Linked DNA regions of Oryctolagus cuniculus: all the other regions are linked to region 2. Evidence: chromatin contacts called from public Hi-C data. All regions are on one chromosome and are shown on one strand. Each heading gives the region's core, a stretch centred on a gene start, on an enhancer-like site or on the middle of the called end of the contact. The rest is flanking DNA. Distances are from core to core; before and after follow the strand shown. Region 1 overlaps HECW2 (HECT, C2 and WW domain containing E3 ubiquitin protein ligase 2). Region 2 holds the start of STK17B (serine/threonine kinase 17b). Region 3 has its middle 6.9 kb from the start of DNAH7.

Evidence for each region. A called contact is a pair of places that touch in the nucleus more often than the background predicts.
Region 1: a contact with region 2 is called in a Hi-C map of skin fibroblasts, with 4 times the contacts expected there. The contact joins the enhancer-like site here to the promoter of STK17B in region 2. A contact is called at or near these places in 3 of 6 Hi-C or Micro-C datasets (embryonic fibroblasts, skin fibroblasts and an unstated tissue).
Region 3: a contact with region 2 is called in a Hi-C map of an unstated tissue, with 2.3 times the contacts expected there. The contact joins the enhancer-like site here to the promoter of STK17B in region 2. A contact is called at or near these places in 2 of 6 Hi-C or Micro-C datasets (skin fibroblasts and an unstated tissue).

The regions. Positions count from the first base shown.
Region 1 is chr3:44,064,121-44,068,546 of mOryCun1.1, reverse strand. HECW2 (HECT, C2 and WW domain containing E3 ubiquitin protein ligase 2) reads right to left here. Exons shown (of 29, transcript XM_051849334.2): 16 at 1,461-1,563. Among named protein-coding and RNA genes, the nearest start is that of STK17B, 100 kb to the left of the region's middle. Within about 2 kb of position 1,661, at least 1 of the 8 cell types and tissues checked has an H3K27ac peak or open chromatin away from gene starts, as enhancers often do.
Region 2 is chr3:44,166,334-44,170,529 of mOryCun1.1, reverse strand. It overlaps STK17B (serine/threonine kinase 17b), which reads right to left and starts at 2,587. Exons shown (of 8, transcript XM_002712358.5): 1 at 2,307-2,587. It overlaps LOC103348804 (a long non-coding RNA gene), which reads left to right and starts at 2,587. Exons shown (of 4, transcript XR_517106.4): 1 at 2,587-2,857; 2 at 3,690-3,729.
Region 3 is chr3:44,233,553-44,237,882 of mOryCun1.1, reverse strand. No RefSeq gene overlaps it. Among named protein-coding and RNA genes, the nearest start is that of DNAH7, 6.9 kb to the left of the region's middle. Within about 2 kb of position 2,867, at least 1 of the 8 cell types and tissues checked has an H3K27ac peak or open chromatin away from gene starts, as enhancers often do.

The DNA.
Region 1 (4,426 bases), core at 412-2,911, 100 kb after region 2:
TTTCATAACACATGAATAATGGAGACACTTATGTAATTGAATTGAAGTTTATATTCTACCCAAGAGCAGAGACTTGATAAATTTTAAGCAAAAATTGTATAGTATTTTAAAATTCGACATGCAATATTTAGTATTGTGTTAATAGTGATATCATAAACCACAAACTGCTAGACTTTGACCCTAGATTTCTTCCTATCAGTAGTTGTCAAACTTCTTTATGTCATGGCCATTATACTTCAAGATAAATTTTTTTAATTAAAAAATTTAAAGCAGAAGCAAACAAATAGAGAATTTCTCTAATTTAAGCTGTAGAGAAGAACTTGTACATTCCTCTATCCACCTGTCTACCCCACCTGCCTTAGAGATTCTATAATTGAAAATCACTGATTTACTTAAACCTTATCATTTAACAAATTTTTTAAAAAGACTGAGTTATTTATTTGAAAGTCAGAGTTACAGAGAGAGAGAAAGATCTTCCATCTGCTGGTTCACTCCCCAAGTGTTTGCAATGGCCAGGGCTGAGCCAGGCCTAAGTTTAGAGCTTTATCCCACATTGGGCAGCAGGCGCCCAAACACTTAAGCACTCTTTCACCACTCTTCCCAGGCCATTAGCAGGGAGCTGGATTGGAAGTGGAATAGCCAGGACTTGAACCAGCACCAATATGGAATGCCAGTGTTGTAGGCTACAGTTTTACCTGCTATGCTACAATGCTGGTCCCAAACCTTATTATTTTAATAACTATTCAAGTTGTTTTCTACTATATGCCTGCATTGATTTATTTTTAACTTTCTTTTTTTTAGGCTCTTGATGCCTCCAATTTGCTACAAAATATCTCAAGAATGTGCTATTGAAGCAGATATTTTGTCTAGTAGATAAGACACCAATTAAGATGCCTGCATACTACACTGGAATGCCTGGGTTCAATTTCTGGCTCCTGCTCCCAATTCCAGCTTCCTGCAATGCAGACTCTGGAAGGCATAATGTGATGTTTCCAGCCTTAGTCCAACTGGGGAGTGAATTAGTAGATGAGAGTCCTATCTCCCTCTCTGATTCTCTCAAGTAAAAAAAAAAATATGCTATCATTGTTTTTTTTAATTTGCGAGGCTATTACAGATTCCCACATCATCTAAATTCTGTCTCAAACCTCAAGTATACACTTGTCCAAATGCTTACCTCACAATGATTGCAAAATAAACAGTTTTCCTCAACTTCAGCAATATAATAGTTCTCAGAAATGGCAGAATAATAATAGTTTTAAAATCTCCTCCTATAGAATTTTGCAAGACAAAGCCCTTGGAGATTTAAGTCTCCAGGATTTGCTCTAAATTTCTTAAGGATAACGAGGCAATTTCTGAATGCACATCAAAAGTAGCAGGCGGACAACAAGGAAGTATTTGCACAGTATACGTGGTTTCCTCTGACATGAAAGCACAAAAGCTTCTGGAAAGGGGTCACATACCCACTGGAACCATGTCCTGGTACTGTGGCCTGCTGACTGTATTGAATGTACTGGATGGCCTGGGAAGAACTGGTGGTCCTGCATGTCGAGAATCTTCTCCTACCTGCAAACACAAGCATCATTTATGTTCTGTGCTCAGAGCTACAGAGCTTTCTATCAGCAATCTCAACCAAATTGTTCCAAGTACTTAACAATGAGCATGGTGAAATACCAAAGGACTGGAACAGCTGCCAGCTGTGGAGCTGAAACAAGGTTCTCAGTCCTTGAAAGCCCCACTTTAGTAGCTGAACAGAGAGAAGAATGGCACAGCCATATCCTTAAAAGGAGGTGGGATAGTGGCTATTTAGCACTGAAGTAGTTCAATATGCTTATGATTACTAAGAATGCAGCAGCTAAATAGCAGACCTGTTGATCAGGAATAACTTCTGCATTGACAGAACACAACCTGCAACAATACTGTCAATGGGAAGAACTGGGTGGTACAAAATATATTGGGACAGTGCCAAGATGTTCCTTCCATTGGCCAAGGCAGGCCAGAGAATTCCCTGTCTCAGCAGAGGAGGGATGAAGAGCAGCAATCTTCCTGTGGGGTTCTGAGTTAATGTATCATCTCCTTAGAAGCAATTTTACATGCCTATTAGAGCACCTGGCACAACAGCTCTTTCTGGTTTGAGCCTCCCACAACAGGGAGCTAACAGCAGCAGGTGTGGAGGAGCTAAATTGGGTTGCCCTAACCTGAATTATTTATTGTACTTATTATAGATTTAGAAACTCATACACAAAAGCAGATAGCTAAGTATACCCATTAATAGTCTTAGTAGAAAGCTCTAACACTAGTCTAGCTTTGCCTTAGCATTTCCCCCCAAATACTAGAGGTCTTTTAAGACAACAGTAGAACAGTAGAAAAAGCAGAGAACAAAAGGAAAAATAACATAGATTGATATATTGATATTTTTAAAATAGAGCTTGTATTCCCACCCACTGAAACCTTCACAACCATTTTATCATACTACATCAGTTAGCCGTTGGCTGAGGATTTTTCTAAAGATCTAACACAAGAAATATCTTCCCCACCCTTTGCTGCTTGCTTATCCCTCAAGAATGCTCTTACCCATTCTTCAAAGCCTGGTTCAAACAGTCCCTACTCAACGAAGACTTCTCTTCCCTTTGAGATCAAGTCAAATGAATCTCCTCAGAGCTTTTGCTATGCTTGATGTGTATTTCTAAAGTAGTTGTAATTATTAACAGTTTTTATTATTTATCAATTATACTTTAGTAAAGGCAGAAAGAGAAAGAAAAAAATCTATCATTATCTAAAAGGGTAAAGACACACTTTTCCTTCTCTACTATTATAAAAGTTTATAAAGCATTTTTCACTCATGTTTATTCATTTGTATTATGATTTTACAGATTCTCTCTCAATTAAGGAAACACATGTTATTTATTTGTGCCCCCTACAACATCAACCACCATGTCGAACACACGGAGTAGGTGTTTGGTAAGCGTTAATGTGTTGTATGGGAAAGATATCAAGATTTCTACTGACCAGAGGATGGGCTGAATGAGTAGGAGATGGAGGATGGAAAGACTCAGATATACAAGTAGGAGTTTTCTCACCTTGCTTGTTTTGAGTTAGTAGCTTAGAGTCACTCTCTGGGGGGATTCAATCATTAACTACACACTATCAGTCAGTCAGAAAATTTATGACCTCAATATGCTGAGATGTACTTTCCCTCCTGTCAGTAGGCTGCCATGTGTTTTCATTTCTGAGAACAGCCAGAGGTCTTCTCGAGACCTCACTTGTGGAATCAGATTGTGGTAAGGATGTGCACACTTCCAACAGCTGCATCAGAAAAGATGTCCCTGCAAAGATTTAGCAACACCATGGCTGAACGCTGTGTCTTGAGGGAGTTATTTCTGTTCTACTGGTCAGTTAATATCAATAGGATGAGAAATCTTCACTCAAATTTTAACAGACCCCTTAGGGTCCCTCCCTCACAACAGTCTAGTGCTGGACCATGAAAACAATTCCAGTTGTAAGGTAGAAGGTTTAAAAAGCAAGTATATCTAACTATCCTATGCATGTTTCCTAGGAAAACAGTCTTGATTGGCCTGAACAGTCAGACTCATGAACTCACAATAAGGGAAGTGGCTCAAGTGCACTCTCCATGTGAGAAGTCAGACAGTCATAATTATGCTACATATTGCATACAGGTCCAAAGGTTTGTTCTGCTTTTAAGACAAATGCTGCTAGCGTCATCTAGTTCACCACTAATGGTTTATATGAGAGCAAGGTAAAGATTTATTAGCTACTCATAAAACATAAATATTTTTTGTACATACCTCATCCCGCAAAAGATTTATATATCATTTTTATATGAGCTTCTCATGTATATTCTTCTGTGTCTACACTTAAAACCAGCAAGCACATGAGGCATTAGAGCAAGCATGTAAATTATGAAGGGAAATTCCAAGAGTGGAATTTTGATGAACCAAATCCAGTTATTTATTGCATTCATAATTTTTTCTTTTAACAGAAGCTATAAAAATATTGGCCCTACAATATAATATTGAAAATATGACATACACACAGATAGAAAAGGCATGCCAGAAAAGAATCTTAATTCTATTTATCTAAGGAAATTTTTAGAAACAATGTACATCAATGATGACATACACTTGAAGCATAAGCCCATATTAAAGGGGAGAAAATTTGTCCTAAAACATTCCTTCTAGTAATTTAAGCTGCTGAAGGAAAAAGTGAGATTTTTTTGGTCCTTTTGGTTAGGATATTAGAGGGCCCTCATGTGGTTACCATGGGTCACTGCAAAATGACAAAGTAGAGCACAGTAAAATTACAGTAATTCTTAGTTCAGCCAATTTTCTCCAGGCAACTCTCAGATGTATAATAATTTAAAGGAATACTAATGAGGATTCCACAATCCCACAGCCTTGGCTGAATATTT
Region 2 (4,196 bases), core at 1,338-3,837:
TTAAGTACTGTTTACTCAGTAACTATTACAATGCAAAATGGAATCTGATCTTTTAAGGATTCAAGAAGAAAATATCATCTTAATGTTAAAATTTGTTAACGTCTAAAGTAAAACTACCCCTTTTTTGGAGTAGTTGCAAAGAGCCTGGGATGAATCAAAAATATATTACATAAAAACAGTAAAAGAAACTGATTAATTCGTATGGTTAAGATCGCAGTGAAGTTCCAGGTTAAACAAAAAAGATAAATAAATCAAAGATAAAATTTAAATAAAATGTGCCTTGTAAATAGCAACATATTTAGATAAAATATGTGGTTGTGACTTAAATTTATAAAAACATTTTTAATTGAAATATTCAAAGATATATACTTTGACAATTGTCTATTATAGAATATAGACTATTTATAAACAAAATCATTGTCATCAGTATTATGGGAAAATGAGAGCAACTGGATACATCTGAAGTTTTCCCAAAGTGGAAAGGTAGTACATAACTGTTAATTTTTACATTCAGGAAATATGCACCACCATACACCACACATGCAAGTTTACAGCATGTGGATCGAGGACTGAGTGGAAGTGTTAGTCATTGATTTCCTTGACTTCTGGGTTTTTAATTGAGCCTCTCAGATTAAAATGGGGAAGTTTTGATAACAAAATTCTCCCTTATAAAAGCCAGGCAGCTTTAAAACAAACTTATTAAAAAATTAAAGGTTCACTTAACAGCAGTAAAATATTCTCAGTGCAAGCTTAAAAATAAAATTGATAAAAAATGTAATCCATAAAATGTATCTTCTTCAAATGTGTTATTCATATGTTGACAGTGATCAGTCTTCTCTAGTTCCATCAAAATGATTCTATCTTAATCAAGTTGCAATTCATCAATCAATGACCAAGAGAAGTTGTAACTATTCCATCTACACACAAAGTCTTGAAATTATTACAGAAAGCTTACTTTTAAAACATACCACCATGTAAGTAAACCTATTTTACTTCAATTTTAGATTCCTATTTTTAGAAAAATGATCTAAAATGTATAAAGTTGTATCTCAGAAATGAAACAGCTATTAATAACTCCCATTTTTAAAATAGTTTTTTTTAGTTGAACATCTCAGCTTTTAAAACACTACGCAATTTTCTTTAAGTATGTAGTTATAAAGCTAACATTTTAGAAGTTGTTCAATACTACTTCTGGACAGTTCATCGTACAACTACAAAATAGTGTATCAATGAGAGAGTAGGTTTATCTTTTCCTTCAATTAAATTGTGCTCTTGGATTCAAAATGCCAGCTTACACATGCCGTCACTTGCCCAGTCATTTCTACAGCCCATGCCGACTCAGCTCATACTTTCTCATGGACTTGAAAACTTACAGGGGCTACACCTTATCAAACATCCCTGCAAGGTTCAGCATATCATTGCTACCACAGAGGTAAACATTACATCGGCAAAACGATCAGTGAACGTGATCCACAGACCTAATGTCCGTAAATATTGAAATCTGATCTGCATTATGGCTGGGTTTAAAAACGTATTTTTCTTCTTAATTGCAATTTACAAACTGATGTTGGAGTTGCTTCCAGTCCCATCATAGTCAGACAGGAAGGACTAACACCAGCTATCAGCTGCCATAAAGTCTCAACTTTATCTCCACTTAGACCTCAACGAGGCGCTTTTCCCCACAATAAACCGAAGAACCCGGGCAAATGTCAAAATCATAGTCACCACGGAGCTGTACAGTTTGAGAATGGGTCATGTACACTATGTGCCTTATATACTTTATTATTTTTAAAATATTGCTTAAAAATCCCTGAAAATTCGACTTGTTCTCTAGTCTCTAGCGTTAAAAAAAAAAAAAAAAAATCTGGTTCACAAGAAGTAGCTGAAAGCTCCCTGCAAGATGAGGAGGAACTTCGTCGAGTACGAAAGACAGCTGTGAGCAGGCCGTGTCCGCGAGCCCAGACGTGAACACGTCCTGTGCCCCGAGGACCACGTCGGCAGGACGTGGAAGGGACGCGAGCCCGCCGCGAAGGGCTGCACGGGCTGACCCGCAAACAGGGCTCCCGCGGCTGGCAGGGGTGTCGGGAAGACCACCCCCCACCCCCAACCCGCACCCGACGGGGCCAGCGAAGCTGGACTCTGGCTGGAGCAGGGGGTCACCCGAGGGGCGGCAGGCTCCGAGCCCGTCTCCGCCGAGCCCGGGGTCCGAGAGGACCCCTCTGCTCCCCCAGCTACCCCGCCCTTCTCTCCAAGCCCACCTGCCAATCCCGACAGGCCCGCGGACACGCGAGGCTGAGGACACTGACCTCTCTGGCCACAGCAGGTTCTTCCGAGGCTGCCCCCGTTGAGGGGGCTCCTGTCCCGCCCCGCGCCAGGAACCGCGACAGGACGTGTTCGCCAGCTCTGGCCGGGTAGGTGGGAGGCTGGCAAGATCCACTTTTCCTTTTTCCCAACAGGAAGCTACAGTTGTGACCTGGCCCCCAGTGAGGAGACTCCCGGCGACCGCAGCACAGACGATGACCGAAGCTTACAGTTGAGGTTTGAAAACTGCAGCCGACTCCGGAGGCACTGCTGTTCGCCAGGTCCCACCCCCTGCGGCGTGAGGGCCAATGGAGGCGCTCGCGGAGGGTGGGGCTGTCACGTGACGGGCGGGGCGGGGCGCCGGCCGGCCGGCGGCGCGTGCTACGGGGCGTGGTCCCAGCGGTGAGAGGGTGTGGCCCGCGCCGGGCTGGTTGGCGGCGGCCGGACGACTGCGCTGGGCAGGTGGGGCGCGCTGAGGGGAGGGGTGAGGCGGCGCACGGAGTAGCTGTAACCTTTGCCACGCTGCTTCCCACCCTCAGACTAGTGCGTCCCCTAGGTACGAGGAGCGGTAAGAAGCCAAATTCGTCCCAGCTGCTTGCGACTTTTCACCAGACTTTTGTGCCTTCCCAAGAACTGTTCCCTGACTTACCGGGTCTACTTCCCTGTGCCCCGAAACTGCCCTCCCAGTGGAGGGCCCAGTTCGCTACAACTTGGTAGAAGTTCCTCGGAACATCAGCATTGCTTGGGGGATTTGTGGAGCCTGGGCCCCGCTGTGAAGTCTGCTCCCGCGAAGCGTGTCCTTCTGAGACAGGGGGAGTCCCGATATGTGGAGCTAAGGGGAAGAACGCACATGGCAACCCGCTCAGAATCTGAGACAATGAAAAAGCTGAGCGTTCTTACTTTACCTATAAAATCTAGGGTTGGTGGCAGAACATATTTACACTAGCTACAGCAAACTATTGGGAAAAGATGAAGGGAGTGGAATTGTCCTCTTCCTTTCGAAAGACTTTAAGAGCCATCATTTAAAGGGGAAATTTTCTTGTTCTGTCTCACGAAGCCAAGCCAATTTCCATCAAGCAGTTTGTTTTCTGCTCCATACTGTATGCGCCCCAAGATAAACGCAAAAAAAAGAATGCATCATCCCATCTAATGACATCCATCTGTCCTTACTTACACTGATTCCTCCTGGTTTAATGGGTCTAGCTTCTAAGCCTTGTCAGGTGGAGAGGATTACTTCCATCTGTCTAATTTCTTGTTGCTAACAATTGGCCTGACTGGAGAAGCCTAATGGTGGGATGGAAATAAAAAAGGAAGTTGCATGCTCAGCTGACTTTTCAGGTGTCTGCAAACCAATGACACTGTACTTGTCTTTTCTTTCATAAACACAGGTGCTGCCTGCCAGAGGTCTCAGCACCAGCACTGCAACCAGTAAGTAACCTCTTGGTGTGTCTGGAGTACATCGCTGTGGTGGGTTTTTGTGTATGTGATTATGTAATCGTGGACCTCCTTAATTTCAACATTTGACCAATTGCCAGCTGTTAGTAATCCTCTCACACAGAACCTGCCTTGTCCTTTGTCATAAACCCAGTCCAACATCACTTCACACCTGGACACAAACCCTTCTCTCCTCATCACCACTTCCAACCAATCCTCCCAGTCACAGACTCTGCTTCAGCCACCAAACTTCCTGGGGCATCTTAGCATGTCTTGCATTTTCTTTCCTCTGCCTTGGCTGCTGCTTTTCATTATCTTTTTCATCAGTTTCCAAGTCTCAGAAGGTAACTCTCTCCAGAAATCAGAAATCTTGGCTGATTTCTATTTTCCATTCCCTGCCCAGTCACCTCTTTGCTGTATATTACTGGATGTTTGGCCTACATTTGTTCCATGTCTTTCGG
Region 3 (4,330 bases), core at 1,618-4,117, 67 kb before region 2:
CAATTAAAGTAATCTCTGTCCTCACTGCTAAGGTTAAGTCCAGTTCACAGAAATCACCATATTTCTCAAAATGTTTGTAATGAATTTTAGGTTAAAGATATTGGGCCACCAGATCTTTCAGATTATAGGAATGCACTTTATGACTGCCGCTACTTGTCTCCCTGAAATACTCCCTTTGCCCAGTTTACTTTGAATACAGCTATCTGTATGCTTTTGACTTACTAATCTAGAAATGTGGAAATCCATTTTAAGAGAAGGTATCCGGGAGCAGAAGCTGGTTTTTTCCCCCCTATTAAAGCAAAAAGGAAATACCAAATAGAGAAGAGAAATTGACTTGCTGATGTTTTGGTTCCCTGAGCATGAAGTTCACTTGTATTTATAATCTTGTCTTTTTTTCTCATGGTTTGGGTGGGGTTTTTTTTTGTTGTTGTTGTTGTTAAATTATTCAATTAGACATGAACCAAATGCTTGGTTAAGAATTTCATGCCCATATTTGTGCTAATTCTAATGGAATATTTTATGAGAAGATACTTCATTTTCCTTTAAAAATACATTATGTAAGCTTATACAGCTGCTGAGTTTTGACTTCTTATGCAGTTATTTGTTCCTACTTAATTTTTGGCCTCCTGATTTGAAAATGTATATGTGGAAGGGGACAAGGAGTGCAAGTGTTGGTAATACATTCACCTTTTGAGGCAAGGTGACAGATCTTTATTTATTATTATAGGGGGCATGCATGAGGTTAAGAAAAATTAGTCCAAGAGCTGGTATTTTTGTCTCTGCCCATACTTTTCTCTTTGTGAATCTACACACATCCTTATTGTGTTCATCTTGCTCAGTCACACATTTATTGAACATCTGCTAGGCATTGTTCTGGGCATAGGAGATATAGGAGACAGGTCAAGATCCTCCCTGTTGCTCTAGGAAAAAGAAGTGGAATATTAGCAAGGAAAGAAGGATATTAATAAAATAATTCCAGCTGGTGAAAAAGTATGAGGAGAAAAAGAGCCACAGTGATGGGAGGGAAATCGCTCCAAGGAAACATTTGAGCTGAGACCTGCATGACAAAAAGGAGCCTGCCATTCAAAGGTGTGGGGAATAAGAGAAGCAAGGAAGTAGGAAGTAAGAGAGCAAGTTCTAAGATCTGAATATGGGAATGAGATTCACACGTTTTCATTGTTTGTCCTGGAGAAGGAACATAGTGAGGATGGATCTTGTTTTAATTAGAAACCATAGACTGAAATGAGGCAAGAGTGGAAGCAGGCAGCTCAATTAGTAGGTTATTGGAGTAGGTGAGGGGAGTAACACTGGTGATTTAAACCAGGGGCATAAGTGCTGATGGAGAGAAGGCATGCATTTTGGAAGAAAACCTAAAGGGACTTGTGGGTAGACTTGATGCCAGGGTTAAGCATAAGGGAAAAGGACTTTCAAGTTATTTTGGCTGAAACACTTGGTAGATAGTAATGCCTTTTAAAGGGGAAGGCCAAGGAGAGGGCATATTAGAAGGGGAAAGAAAATTAAAAACTCAGCTTTAAACATGTTAAATATGAGACAACCATTAAAAAATCCAAGTCAGATGTTGAGGAGACAGGAAGCTCTACAACTCTGGGTGTAGCTATAGTTGGGATTTAGAATAGAATTCATCCAGAGCCAGATGGTCATTGAAGCCACAAGATTAGCTAAGGTCATCAAATGAGAGGGAGGGAGGGGGGAGGAAGGAAGGGAGGGAGGGAGGGGAGGAGGAAGGAAGGGAGGGAGGGCGGGAGGAAGGGAGGAAGGAAGGGAGGGAGGGAGGGAGAGAGAAAGGGGGAGAGAAAGGGGGAGGGAAAGAAAAGAGAAAGGAGAGAAGAAAGGAAGAAAGGAGAGAAGAAAGAGAAAGAAAAGAAAGAAAGGGAAGGAAGAAGAAAGAGGTTTAAGGACCAAGCTCTGGGGCTATTGTTTTCTCTATCTGGAAACTGGAAATTTAAAGATTATATATTTTATCAACCCTTTAACGAGATTTATGCAAGCACAAAGAGTTACAATAGATAACTTAGATCTAAAAGAACACTACAAAATGTGGTTGACAATTCAGGCATGTGGTATTTGTGAAAACATTGAGCTATATATGAACCACTTCCCATAAAAACAGGTAACGATGTTGCTTTATTACCACACGTTGACCTTCTACTAATCACAACCAGAGGAGAAAAACACAGCTACTTGTATTAGTTTCTTTCAACACTAGAGGGAGATATATTCACCTGCAAATCAGAAAGAAAAACTATTTTACCAGACTTAGACTGTTTTAAATTTTTATACTTTTGCAACCATCAAGAAATATAGTCATGTATTAAAGCTGGAAAGAATTACATGTTTGGAAAGTAACCTGACTTCTTTATTAAGGTAGATTTAACAAAAGATTATTTCATATATGCTAAAGATATAGTATATTTTAGGTAATACCTTTGTCATTTTTTGTGCATGGGGAAGCAACAATATATAAATAAACTGATTTTTATTTGGAAAAACATCAGATCTTATTCCCTGGAAGCTCTGGAATATGTCCTTCATAGGCCAAAGTGTCAGAACTTTGCCTCTCAACCTTCTGTCTATAGATTTCATAAATGTGCTGTACTTGACATTCCATATTTCACAAGTGGCTTAAAGGTCATTGGCACAGAGTTGATTCTGAACTTTTTATTTGCCCTATAAAGCTTTTCAACTTTGCTAGGTAATCACGTAGATAGGTAGTGTTTTCATGATTGCTTGGGGCAACTAGAAAACTTTCTCTTTATTTGCTTTCATAATCTTTCCAAAGGACATACAGCAAGACATTCTCTGTTCCTGGTCAAAGGTTGAATACAATACCTCTCCAAAAATTTTTAGTCTGTCAAATGTTTTATTTGACCTTGTAACTAATTTGGCAAGTTCTCTTCTCTGTAATTTCAACACTGAAATATTTCTGGTATCTAAAAAAAAAAAAAAGAATAAGTTTTCTGTATCGAGAGCAGGAATATAGTTTAGGAAAAGGAAGTATTTTCTGGATCAAAGCTAGTTTAAAACATGATTTTGTCTCAACTGGTTGGTAGGGTGGGCAAGTTACTCTGTGATTTAAACTACTACTTATTTTCTCTTCTCTGAATTGGTTCCACAGCATTTTAGATTGATTTAGATAATATATTCAAACATCTAGCTCAATTCCTAGTACAAATTAGGTTTCCAAGTTCCCTGCACCTTCGTTTTTCATTCCACCTGCAGTGCTTTATAGAATGACCCTAAAAATCGTAAGTTCATTAATTATGTACTCTGAAGTATTTGTCAAGTACTGATGATAAGTACACAGTGTGTCCTGTGCCAAATTTCCAGGACGAGCTTGTAGAAGTACAGAATGTGACCAGAGTTGTATTGCCTTGTACTGTACACCACTAGGCCAGAAACAGCACTGCAGCAAGGTCCCGTGTGGTCTAGGGTGAGCCCCTGCTATATGTAAGCTTGAGAGTGAGGAGAAGACAGGGAGGCAACTGAAAGTTGGGCAGGGATTGCTTTCCCTGAAAGGAATTGCTTTCCCTTTACCTTCACAAATGTAAATTACAACTTCCAGCCCTTATAAAGGTCCAATTCAAATCTTTCTTTCCCCAAGAGATGTTCCCAGCCTGACTGAACTCCCTCTCCAAACACCTATAACATTTACCCAAATCAATTGTCTGACAATGCACACTTTGCATTCCTATTTAACCACTTCATTTACTAGTCTCCCCCAACCACGAAGTTTCTTATCAGGCTCAAGCACACCCTGTTACATAGTGTATTACTTTAGTACGTATCACAATGCTGTACATGAAGTAGACATTCTGCACATTCACGAATAACTGTTCATGTCAGTTTTCCTTCAGTTTACTTTGTCTCATGCATTTTAGTAATAGAACTCACCAAGGGTAAGGGTACAAATACAGTTTGAATCATTTTGATAACATTTGAAAAATTGTCTTTTTCCTTTAAATTGTAGATTCTTAAAAAGAAAGAACCAAAAAAGTATACATGGTAAGAGACTTCTGTTTGTGCAGTTTACTCTGGTACTCCTGCCATGGTTTTTTCTGAGTATTCACTTTCAATCAGAATGAATTAAAGTTACTATGATATAACAGCCATCACCTACACAGGTAATGAAGCAAGGAGAGTGCGTGATGAACATTTTCATCACCAGTAAGCAAATTTTTTAAAAATCCTTAGTCAAATCATGTTATAAACATGTGAATGTTTATAATAACACAAGTCAAATCAAAAAACTTGTGAATGAGAACTTGACACATACAATAGTACTCTATCTTTACAATAAATAGGACTGAAA